Regions from separate parts of the Oryctolagus cuniculus genome. Here region 2 is linked to region 1. A link is a contact called in public Hi-C data. All regions are on one chromosome and are shown on one strand. The core of a region is the stretch at or near the end of the contact, and the rest is flanking DNA. Distances in the headings are between cores, read along the strand shown.

The links. A called contact is a pair of places that touch in the nucleus more often than the background predicts.
Region 2: a contact with region 1 is called in a Hi-C map of an unstated tissue, with 2.6 times the contacts expected there. The contact joins the promoter of NANOS3 here to the promoter of IER2 in region 1. A contact is called at or near these places in 2 of 6 Hi-C or Micro-C datasets (ear pinna and an unstated tissue).

The regions. Positions count from the first base shown.
Region 1 is chr16:62,547,486-62,553,508 of mOryCun1.1, forward strand. IER2 (immediate early response 2) reads left to right here and starts at 3,101. Exons shown (of 1, transcript XM_051839495.2): 1 at 3,101-5,666. The coding sequence starts at 3,964. The coding sequence ends at 4,674. It overlaps STX10 (syntaxin 10), which reads right to left and starts at 1,995. Exons shown (of 8, transcript XM_051839491.2): 1 at 1,726-1,995; 2 at 1,376-1,574; 3 at 1,143-1,237; 4 at 983-1,045; 5 at 198-305; 6 at 1-91. The coding sequence starts at 1,980.
Region 2 is chr16:62,850,567-62,856,589 of mOryCun1.1, forward strand. It overlaps NANOS3 (nanos C2HC-type zinc finger 3), which reads left to right and starts at 3,252. Exons shown (of 4, transcript XM_070058875.1): 1 at 3,252-4,050. LOC138845642 (a long non-coding RNA gene) reads left to right here and starts at 1,706. Exons shown (of 2, transcript XR_011382858.1): 1 at 1,706-1,848; 2 at 2,290-2,834. It overlaps LOC138845643 (a long non-coding RNA gene), which reads right to left. Exons shown (of 2, transcript XR_011382859.1): 1 at 5,905-6,023; 2 at 5,267-5,514.

The DNA.
Region 1 (6,023 bases), core at 1,851-4,350:
GCTCCTCCCCGACGCGGCCGGACATGTGTTTTAGGACCCGGATGCTCCCGGACACCATGTCCAGCTGTTGGTCCTGTTGGTCCATGATCAGCTGCGGGGAGGGGTGGGGGCGAGGAGGAAGGGTGCCAGCTGTTTGCTGTCGGCAGGGACCGCCCCCACCCCTACCCTGGGGGGGTCCCCTGGCCACCAGCACACACCTGCTGCGTGGCCTGCTGCTCCTCAATGTATCGAGAAGTGGCCGAGACCACGCTGGCGTCCAGCAGGTCGCTGGGTGACTTCTGGGCAGCTGGTTTGCCCGCCAACATCTGCAGAGACACGCGGGTCACAAGTTAGGGGAGGGCCGGCCACCTCAGGGCAGGTCTGCACTGTGGGGCTGGGGGGCGGCATCTGGGGTGGGACAGCCAGAAGTCCTCACACCTGCCACCTACAACACTAGCAAAGGGGACCCCAAGGCAGCCTTGTCACCGACCCTCAATTTTTTCATCTGAAAAGGGGGAGACCTATAACCTTCCTGATCCTGGAATGAGGATTTAATGAATGGAGCCATGGAAAAGGCTTGGAACAGAGACACACAGAGAGAGATCTATCCACAGGTTCACTCCCCAAATGTCTCCCTGCCCCCTACATTCAGGGCCAGGCCGGGCTGAAGCCAGGAGCCAGGAACTCAATCTGAGTCTCCCACGTGGGTGGGTGGGTGGAGAGATCCAAAGCCTTGAGCCATCCCCTGCTGGCTCCCAGGGCGCACATTAGGAGCGAGCTGGCCTCCTAAGATGTGCATTAGCAGGAAGGTGGAGCCGGAAACGGACCCCAGGTTCTGCAACAGAGGAACCCGTGTGTGCATATGTGTGTGTGTGTGTGTGTAACTTTGATTTCCATTTTTTCCCGCGAACATAATAAGCACGATTGCATTGTTTAGGGAACAATAACAGGGGGAAAAGCAACGCCCAGGGATTCAGATGGGCATAGAGTAAGGACGCCGTACCTCTCTGTTTTTCCTCTCCATGAAGGCTATGGCGGCCGGGCTCACGATATGGTCCTTCATTTCCTGGGAGGGGGACGAGGACGGTGGTATTAGGGAGGAAAGACACCCTGACTTCTGCACGCTCCCCACCCCACCCCCCACAACCGGGCCCTCTGCGCACCTGCACCGCCTCCCGCATCCGCTCCACAAATTCCTTTCTCTCCTGCAGATCCCCAGCGGGCAGCTTGAACTTGCCGGGGTTGGCTTCCACGATTCGTGGGCTGGGAGTCAAGGGTCAAGGCCAGGGCTAGAGACGAACCCCCTCCACCCCCAGGGGGATCCGGCCTCTCAGTGCCCACCCCCCACCCCCGACCCGGGCAGTGCCAGCGCGTTCGTAGCTCTCCCGGAGGATATCGATGGTCTCTTCCAGGTCCTCGAGGTCCCATTCGATGCTGCGCAGGCCATTTCGCAGCTCATTGGCCGTCCAGTCCAGCTCCTCGCGGCCGCCCGTGCCGCCTTCCTGGAGGAGTTCGCACCAGCGCTGGTGCAGCCCGCGGGCCGTGTTCACCGCCTTCTGCACCTCGCTGCGGGCGGGGGCACAGCAGCAGCGCGGCTGGGGGCAGGCGGACCCAATCGCGTCGCCCCCGAACGAACCTGAGGCTCCAGAGACCCCCACCCCCACCCCCAGACCCTCCCGGAGACCCCAGCCCCGACGGCCGGCGCGCGCACCGATCGCCCTCCCCGGCCCCGTCGCTGTCACTCACCCTCGCACTACAAAGAATGGATCTTCGAGAGACATGGCCGCCCCCCTCCCCCAGGAGGCCGCAGCCCCTCCGGGCTGGGGCTCGCGAGCCACTTGGTTGCCTCGCAGCCCAGGAGGAAGCGCCGCCACCCCCGCCCCCGGTTCGCCACCATCGAGAGCGGGACCTCCAGAGGAGAGAGAGGTCCGAAAGGAGGAAACTTCCGTTCCCGCTGCCGCCATCTTGGGTGTGGGCAAAGGCCACACTTCCGGTCCGCATGTCCCGCCTTCTCAGTCACAGTGCCGGGCCGTTGAATGGGCGGGAGGGGTTCGCAGTCTAAGTGAATTGTTTGCTTTTGAGGCAGTGTAAATAATAATAGTCGGATTCCAGCTGAGAAAGGGTGGGGGGTCAGTGGGTTCCATCCCCGGAGCCCGCCCCGGGGCGTCCGTCCCAGCCCAGGGTCCCCAGCAGCAGGTGTGGGAAGGGCTGCGGGCATTTTAGCGGCGCTCTTCCTGCAGGGCGTGGGTGGGTGGGGGGAGAACCCCCGAGGTCGTATTGGGGCGGAGCGACCGCGGGAGGAGACCCCTGGGGGGCGGGTGTGGTGTCACCTGGGCGCGCGAGCCTGAGGGGGACCCCTGAGGAGGCACCCCGGTGAAGGTCCCCGGGAAATCGGAGGTGGGGGGCCGGGTCTCCCCTCTCGGGAGGGTGTGCGGGATGCCTCCGGGGGTCGCCCGTGGTGTGGGGCAGAGTCGCCGCTGTGTGCGGCCTGCAGACGGGACTTCTGGACTGTAGGGCAGGGGCGGGATCGGTTAAGGATGAGGTGATTTGGGGGGTCCTTTCAGGGTCGCCGCCGTCGGGGGGTTCCGTAGTGGGAGCCCGCGCGGGCGGGGTGCTTGCCCGGAGGGGCGTCGCTCCTTCCTGGCCCCCACGAGGGAAGGAAACGCCGCCTTCCTCTTCCCCCGCCCCACACGCCCGGCCCCGACGGACTCCGAGTCCGGAAGCCCCAGGCTCCAGCCGGCCGCGCGGGGGCGGGGCGGCAGCCGCGGAGGGGGCGTGTCCGGGCCGAGGCCCCGCCCCCAGAAGCCCCAGGCTCCAGCCGGCCGCGGCAGTCCGCGCGCACGGGGGTGGGGCGGGGGCGGAGGAGGGGGCGTGCCCAGAGCCGAGGCTCCGCCCCCGGAAGCCCGCTCCCGCCCGCCGTGGTGCTCCCAGCCCCATGTCCTTATATGGGCAGCCGGAAGTGGCTGGCGCGTTCGCCCTACGTCACTTCTTCCAAATTTAGCTGTGGAAGTCAGCGGGGCCCCAGTGGCGGGAAGGCTGCGTAAGCCGGGGGAGGGGGGTGGAGGGCGCCTCTTAAAGGGCCCGCACCACGAGTGAATGCAACCATTTGAACAATGTTCTTTTTTTTTTCTATTTTTTTTTTAAGCTACGGGAATTGAGTCTTCTCGTGGCGGAGGGTGGGGCCGATGTTTTCTCCGCGTGGCTCAGTTTCCAGCTCCGCCCCCCCGGGGCGCAGAGGCAGAGCAGGGCCCCCTCTCCTCCGCCGCCGACGGGGGGCGGCAGCCACGTGTTCGTCGCCGGGGCCCGTGCCCCGTTTGCGGCCGGGGCCCAGCCCACCTGGGGGGTGTCGCATCGCAGCGGTGAGCCTGTGGGCGATGGCTGGGCTGCGTTCCGGAGTCTGCGGACGACCACCCACACCCGCCCCCTCCGCCCGGTGGGCGTTCGAGCTCCGGAGCCCAGCAGCGCCATCCCGCGCAAGAAGAGAGCTTAGCACCCAACACGCAGCCAGCGCCCCTAAGCTCAGACGGCTGGGCGACGGGAGGGAATGACCGGCTCGGCCCCGAGCCTCCCGGGCTAAGGGGCCCTGGGTGCAGACGGCGCGAGCACGTGGGCGGGCCCGGAGCCCCACCCGCGCCGCCCCTCCCCAGGGCCCGCACTCGGAGAGCTCAGCGTCCCCTCGGGGCGGGGGGGACTCCACCGTAGGCCGGGGTTCCCCTCCTGTCCCCCTTTTTCCATCACCGCGAGTAAATTGCACCCTGTCGCTTTAAGGAGGCTCCGGCCACGGGGCCGCGGAAAGCCCGGATGCGGCCTTCTTACTGGGCGGGGCGTCCCTGTGACGTCACCCGGGGTATAAAAGGGCTCGGGTGGCGGGCGCCGGGGCAGAGCGTCCTAGCGGTGTCCCGGCGCGGAGAAGCGTGAGCGAGCGCGTCGTACCCCCCCGCCCCGAGTGCACCTGCCGCCCGTCCCGTCCGCCGTCGAACCGCGATGGAGGTGCAGAAGGAAGCCCAGCGCATCATGACCCTGTCGGTGTGGAAGTTGTACCACTCCCGCATGCAGCGCGGCGGCCTGCGGCTGCACCGGAGCCTACAGCTGTCGCTGGTCATGCGCAGCGCCCGGGAGCTCTACCTCTCGGCCAAGGTGGAGGCGCACGAGCCGGACGCGCCCCTGCCGCCCGCCCGCCCCGCCGACCCTCGCCTGCACCCGCCGCGGGAAGCGGAAGAAGCCACGACCGAGGCAGCGCCCCCCGACGGTGAGCAGCCCTCGCCCGAGCCCATGGACACGCAGGAGGCGCCGGGAGCCGAGGAGGAGGCGGCGGCCCCTGCCCGCTGCGCCCTGCGCCCAGCCAAGGCGAGCCGCAAGCGACGGAGCAGCTGCAGCCTGAGCGACGGCGGGGACCCGGGACTGATCCCTAGCAAGAGGGCCCGCCTGGAGGAAGAGGAAGAGAGCATGGAGGCGGACCCGGACGAGGAGGCGGCGGCGGCGGCGAGGGTCGCCGATCGCCTGCAGCCCGCCCCGGCGCAGAGCGAGGGCGCCTTCCCCAACCTGGCCCAGGTCCTCCAAAGGCGCTTCTCCGGCCTCCTGCACTGCAGCCCCGCCAGCCCCCCGACGGCGCCGGCGCCGCGCGAGGCCAAGCCGGCCTGCCGCCCGCAGGACAGTGTGCTCAACGTGCTGGTGCGCGCCGTGGTGGCCTTCTGAGCACCCGGGCGGCGGGCGCTTGCCGGAGCCCAGAACGCGCGCGCGCGCGAACTGAACCGTCGTCGGCCCGAGGGCGCGGACGCGGGGACGAGCCTCTCCCCACCACTCAACACACGGAGGCGCGCGCACGCCCTGCATCGAGGGGGCGGCGCGGAGAGGAGCGGCGCGGCTCGCCGGGAGATGCCGAGCATCCCGGAGGGGGGACCCTGGCCATGCGCGCCCCCCTCTCCAAACCCGGAGGAGCCGTGGGCGCAGGCGCCTTCCGCGGACCACAGGTGCTGTCTAAATGGACCGAGACGCGGGCCTTAACCCTCTCCCAGACCGGGAGCCAGGGGGAGTGGGCTTGGACCGTTCATTTCCTCAGGGTCGGACTTAATTTTGTTGTTTTTTGTTTTTTCCCACCGAGGGCTCAACGCCGGCCTGCCGTGGTTTTTTTTTTTTTTCAAGAGCCGCCGTGTGCCGTGGCAAAGTCCCAGGAGACTCCTCCCCCCCTCCAGGGACATACTTGTGCAGGCGGTCAGCGTTGCGTCACGGGGCCGCTTCCTGTTGGCGTGCGTGGGTGCGGGGCCTGGGAGGGAGGGTCCGGGGTGTGGACCCGCCCCGCCGTGGGTGGAGGGCAGCCTGATCACCTCGCCCACGCCGCCCGCTGCTGGTTCAGTGTCCCACGCCCGGCGCGCCCCTCCCCCCCGGGGGTGGTGGTGGCTGGGAAGAGAGGTGGTTTCTCTGGTCTTGTGCAGGTGGCGGTGCCCCCCATACCCACCCCCAATACGTGCCCACGGCAGGCTGAAGCTGGGGGACCGGTTGGCGGCCATGGCTGGCCCGATTTGGGGGTGGGGGTCGGGGATGGGGAGGGGAGGGCTCCTGTGGTGGCCCCGGGAGTTTTTCCTTGGGAGGGGATGGGTGGGTTGTGGTTTCAAAGCCAATCTCACCTAGCCGGTTTTGTTAGGGACCGTCAGAAAAATAAAGAAGACAAAAAAGACTTAAGTATAAAAGTTTGGCCTGTCTGGTTTCCTGCCGCGGCGGGGGAGGGGCGGGGTTAAGGGGTCACGCGCTGGCTGCGGCCGGCTGGGGCGGGGTGGGGGGACCCCAGGAGCCGGTTTGACCGGTGGTTACAGCGTGGGCGGGAGAGGGAGCAGGCTGGTCCTGCGCCCCCTGAATCCGCTCTCCCAGTGGGGGGCGTAAGCACGATTTGGGGGACCTTGCCTCCTCCCGCGGCTGACCTCGGGCGTCCGCCAGCGATGGAGCTGAACTGGTGGACTTTGGAATGCTGGTTACGCCTCCACTTCCAGCGTTTTCCGGGCGGTACGCCAAAGAGAGCCTGCTGTTTCCAGCCTCAGTTTCCCTATCTA
Region 2 (6,023 bases), core at 2,002-4,501, 300 kb after region 1:
GGTGGCAGGCCCCGCCCCCGGGACAGGTGACCGGAAAGTAGCCGCCTTCCGCGCTCAGCCTTCCCACACCCCTCACACCTCCCCAGGCTGGGACCCGCCGCACCTGCTGCTGCGGGCTGGGGCCTGGGCCTATGAGTCAGCGCCCAGCAATGAGGCGTGAGTCACGCAGGGCGGGGTCCCCCCGCGGCCCCACCCCCCCAGCCGCTCCCACAAAGGTTCTTTGAGTTCCTCACCCGGCCCACCCCCTCGCCCGGCCCCCAGGCCCGTGGAACCCTGGAGGCCTGTGGGGGGCAGGGAGCGGAAGGGGGGGTGGGGAGGTGGGGGCTGGCTCTGGGAACAGTCAGCAGGGGGCAGCTGGGCCACCCTGGGGGCCTGGGGTGGGGGAGGGGCTTCCAGGCCACTGGAGTCCTGGGGTCAACCTGGGGGCTGGGACCCCTACTACTTGGTTCTTTGCAAGCCCCTGGTCCCTTAGCTGGAGAGAGGGCTGAGCCCCATCCACTGGTTCACCCCCCCCAAATGCCCACCACAGCTGGATCTGGGCCAGACTGAAGCCAGGAGCTCCATCCGGGTCTCCCACGGGGGTGGCGGGGGCCCCAGCACTTGGGCGTCTTCCACTGCTTTCCCAGGATGTGCTAAGGGCTGAGCCATAACCTAGCCCACACCTCGTCTGGGATTTTTGAAAATGGAAATGCAGGCAAAAAAAAAAAAAAAAGACCACGACTCACCAAATCCCCAGATTCGCAGTAGAAACAAACATAATTAATTAATTAAATAAGCCAGGATCCTGGAACAGGGCTGGAATTCGGAAGAAGTGACAGAAGTGAGTCACAGCAGGACAGGCTGGGAGTCGCCCGAGGTCTTGTCCCGAGACAGCGGGGGGCCAGCGCTGGGGCATATCGGGTTAAGCCCCAGCTGGCAGTGCCGGCATCCCATGTGGGTGCCGGTTCGAGTCCCGGCTGCTCCACTTTTAAAGATTTAGTTTATTTGAAAGGCAGAGAGAGGCAGAGAGAGAGAGAGGTCTTCCATCCGCTGGTTCACTCCCCAGATGGCCGCAACAGCCGGAGCTGGGCCGATCCGAAGCCAGGAACCAGGAGCTTCCTCCTGGTCTCCCACGCGGATGCAGGGACTTTCTTCCAAAAACAAACAAACAAACAAAAAACAAACAAAAAAAACCAACCCTCTCTGAAGCCTTGTCTTAGTTCAGTCTAAACTCCTCACCAGCCGGCAAACCCCCGTATGACCTCACCTCCTCTGAGAAGTCTTCCCTGCTTTCCACCGCCTTTCTCCAAGTACCTCTCTCGCATCCCCTGCTCTCTGCACTGGACACTCTGCCTGGTTGCCCAGTAGCAACAGAACTGTCCCCCTACCAGCAGGCCACGCATGGGGACCATCTCCACCGTGAGCTCCAGGTGTGCCCAAGTTCCTGGTCTACACTGCAGGGTGGAAAGTGCTGACTCTGGAGACCCCAACGTGTGTGCACAGGAGACAGCAAACACCTGGAAGACGTGAACCAGGGTGCTGTGTGGCTGTGCAAAGGCCCTGTGGCTGGACACGCCTGGAGAGAGGAGAGGGAACTGAGGGTAGGACGGGGACCGGGCAGAGGGTGCAGGCTCCGGGGAGGGTTTTAGCTTTTGCTCATGGCTAAGTGGGAGCCACACGAGGCTCTAGGCAGAGGAGGGACCGGGCTGGGAGTGGGTGCCCACAGGCGCCCTCTGCCGGCCCTGGGCGGGGTGGGGGAGGGGCAGACCTTGGGGGTTGACCACAAGAGCAGGGACGTCGTGGCTGGATCTGGGCGAAGACGAGGGGTGCTGGACGCGCGTGGGAGCCCAGCAGGCGGCAGGATTCCAGGTGCTTCTGGGAGGAACAGTCACGGAGGTCGTTAATGGGTTGCTGAGAGCTGAGAGCCCGCGGTCCCCCACAGCCGGGTGCACGCGAAGGGACCCCGTATCCTGTGCCTCCCTGCGGCTCCTCTTGGGGCTCTGGTTGGATGACGAGAGAGGCGCCCCCGCCCACATCTGGGTCCCCAGGAGACCCTTTGAGGAGGTGGCCAGGGGCGGTGGGGGGAGTCTCCTGGGGAGGGGGGTGCAGGAAGAGCCTTTGCTGAGTCATAGCCCAGAGATGCCCGCGTGAGTCAGCACTGGCAGGGCCCCAGGAACGGGGAATGGCGGTGGGCAGGAGGGCGCTTCCTACGCCCCAGGAACCAGGCGCCGCGGGACATTCGTGGTGGGGTGGTTCCGGGGCGGAGGGGCCGGGTGATGCCCAAGAAAATTCTCTCTCGTTCTGACCCAGTTCAGGAAGGCAGAAGTTGCTTGCCAGGCCCAGAGAAGGCAGTGCAGCAAGAAGGGCGGGAGCTAGATCCTCACAGGGACCGCCGGCCGGGGACACCTCTGCGGAGACGCGGAGCAGCTTCCTCGTGGGGCCTCTGCGTTCGGCCCAGCCTACCTAGGGGCTTGTGCAGGCGGACAGAATCTGAGCCCGGGCCTGCGAGCCGGGTAGAGGCGCCGCCGGAGCAGGACTGCGACGGGCTCTGGAGTCTTCTGCCCCCTGCTGGTGGCGGCGCGGAAAGACTTGGTGAAGAAGTCAAGGCTTTGGCTCTCTCTGGGCCTTTGGCGGGGAGGGGGGCCAGAAAAGGAGAGTCCTGTGGAAGATGCTCCTCCTTGCAGCCACCTCCCCATATAGAATCATTGCTCCCTCAAACAGCCGCCCTGGCGTGCAGGAAGTGAGACTTGTATGTGCTTGTGACGGGTGACTGAATGAATGCAGCCCTCTCCCGTCTCATTGGCTCACACCCCCTCCCTCCCGTGGCCCCCAAATAAACCTGTCCTTGGTACAGAGCAGGACTCCACTCCCTGGAGGTGGTGTGGGGGGCACAGAAATAAAGAGAACGAGTTACGGGGTCAGCTCAGCCCTGGCTCATGCAGGCTAACAGAACTTCTGTCCATCTGTCCACCTGCCGTGGCCGTGGCTGGGAACTACCTGTGTCCTGGGGAGGGGTCTGTGCCCATATCCCTGTGACTTAGTCACTTGTGTGCTGTTGGGGGGGTTGGTGTGCGTCTCAGGGAGCTCACGGGAGCCCCACGCGGTGGTCTGGTTCAATGCCTGTCTCTTGGATGTGTGTACGTGTCCGCGCCACCTGGCCACCCCAGATACACCCGTGCCTGTGTGTGTGTGTGGGCGCCTCCATGGGGTCTCCTGTGCTTCTGGGGAGTGGGGTGGGGTCGGGGTGGGGGGTGCTCCTGCCCTTGGCACCTGGTGTGTCTACCACCTCCCTGGGTGTGTGTGTGGGGGGGAGGTCTGTCTCCCTGGGCGCTGAGCCCGAAGCTGCACACCTGGTGTGTTTGCGCAGGGGCTGTATCCTGGGTCCCTGCCTGCCAATTTCCCTGCGCCCCCTCGGGTCCCTGGCTGCACTGTGGCTGTGCACGCGTCTGGGGACTTCCGGGTGTCCCTCTCCGTGCAGCCTCGTCCCTGGACAAGCCCCTCGTGGCCCTCACCTCCCAATCCCCCCCTCCCCAAGCCCCGTGGGTGCGCAGCCCCCTGCACTCTGCTTCCCCCTCGGTCCGCCCTCCTTGAAAGTCGGTGTGCGCCCGGGTCCCTGCGGGTGCCCGCCCGAGCACTCGTGTGCCCCCGCCACCCCGGGGAGCCGCGTCCCGGCGCCCCGTTAGGCTTCTCCCCTCGCACCCCCACCCTCACGCCCACCCCACGGCGTGCGTCCCCTGGGTGCGCCCGGCCCAAAGGCCGCCGGGCGCTCACGGCCACGGCTGAACCCCACCGCCCGGCGCGGTGCGGGGCGGAGGGAGGGGGCGGCGGCGGGGAGCGCGGGCGCGTCACCGAGACAGACAGGCGGGCGGGCGGGCGGCGGCGGCCGCGGGTTCGAGCCGGCGCCGGAGCCCCCCGCGGCCCCCTCCTCCCCAACCCCCCAGCCCGGCCCCCGGAGCCGCGGCCGCCGCCGCCGCAATGCAATTTCCCGTGCAGGCGCCTGGGCTCCGGGGGACCTTTCCGGGCGGGTTTTGGAAAGAAGAGGGGGCCCCAGCGGCGGCAGCCCCCAACGAGGTGAGCGCGCGGGCGCCGGGCGGGCCGGGGGCGCGGCGGGGCGGGACGCGGCGGCGGCCCCCGCGCCGCACCTGCTCGCGGCCCGCGGGGGCGCCCCGGCCTCTGCGGGCCGGGCCCTCCATTGTTGCTGCGGCTGGCGAAGGGGGCGGGGAGGCCCCGGCGGCAGCTCCGCCGCCCTCGCCTTCCCCGCCCCGGGAAACGGGGCGCCGCGGGCGCCAGACCCACAACCCCAGGGGGCCGCCTGCTGGGGCGGGCGGGGCCGGCCGATGCGTGATGGGCGGGCGGCGGCCAGCTTTGTTCTTGGGGGCGCGAGCGGACCCGGCCCTCGGAGGCCGAGATCGGGCGGACTCCTCCGGCCAAGTTCACGGGCGCGCGGGCCTGCGCGGGCCCTGGCGGAGGGCCGATCCCGGCGGGGGCATTCTCCCCCCACCCCACCCCACCCCAGTTCCGCCATGGGCTGGGGGCTGCCGCGGCGCCCACTCGCCGGCCTGTCCCGGGCAGCCAGTGTTTGCAGGGCGTGGCCTGGGCCAAGGTTTGAGAACTCTCCCTCCAAAACTGGCCATTAAAAGGGGGAAAGAATGGCCCCGAGTCGCAGGGAGCCCGTTTAAAGCGACAGAGCGCTTTGCCCAGGGACCCGGCTGTGCAGGGCAGAGTCGGGGGGGAGTGGGGATGGGGGGCGGGAGACGAAGACCCCTCATTGGCTGATGGAGGCTGAGAGGTGCCCCCTCCCCATCTGCTTCCCCCACAAATACAATGACATATTCCCAAGTCCCGATGAAGACCCCTCCCCAAAACCCCGCACCCCCCTACACACACACGTACACACAGGCATCCATTGCCCCAAGCAACACTGGGATTCATGCTTGTTCCACGGGCAGCGGGTGAGCACACGCATCGCATCACCCCCAAGGGCCGACCCCCGCCCCTCCTCTGTGAGATAACGGGGTTCTGATTCCAGCTTCCTGCTTGGCGCACACCCGGGGAGGCAGCTCGTACTTGGGGGTCCCTGCCGCCCGCCGTTTCTGGGAGGCGCAGTTCCCTGGATTCCAGCTTTTCCCGGCCTGGCCCTGGCTTGGTGGGCTTTTTGGGGGGTGAACCTGTGGCATCCCCCGTTCTCTCTGCCTCGCCCAAGAAAGAGAGAGAAAGGAAAATGTTTATTTGGGTGCAAAAGAAAGGCGCAGTCTGTGTATAGTTTTTCCATAATACACATCTGGAATGAATTTTTAAAAGATTTATGCATTTATTTGAAAGGCGGTGTTACAGAGGGAGAGAGAGAGAGAGAGAAAAAGAGAGAGGGAGAGAGGTCTTCTATCCACTGGTTCACTCCCCAAATGGCTAAAACAGCCGGAGCTGTGCCGATCCGAAGCCTGGAGCCGGGAGCTCCATCCGGGTCTCCCACGCGGATGCAGGGGCCCAAGGATTTGGGCCATCCTCCACTGCTTTCCCAGGCGCATTAGCAGGGAGCTGGATTGGAGGCAGAGCAGCAGGGACTTGAACCAGCGCCCATGTGGATGCTGGCGTCATAGGTGGAGGCTTAACCTGCTATGCCACAACACCAGCCCCTTAGTGAACTTTTGAATACTTGCATTTTTTTTATATTTGCGCTAAAATACAGAAACTTAGAAGTACTCTCATATGTGCACACTGACACATGCACACACACAGACCCACGGGGAAATCGCATGCAGCCGCACACATCCCAGTCTCCGGATGGGTAACAACCCCAATACAGCCACCAAGCAGAGCAAACTCCTTGCCTTCCCAGAGCTGAGATTGTAGTGGGATGGGGGAGGGGGACACCGCTATGGGGTGACACCAACACACACACACACAGAGACACAGACACATACCCACCTGGACTCCCAGACACACACAGGGCAGCCCAGCCCATTAGCAGGTGCACTAAGAGATACTGTCCCCAACCCCGTGAACCTCAGGGTAGCGTCTCACCAACTCCATTCCCTGCCTCCACC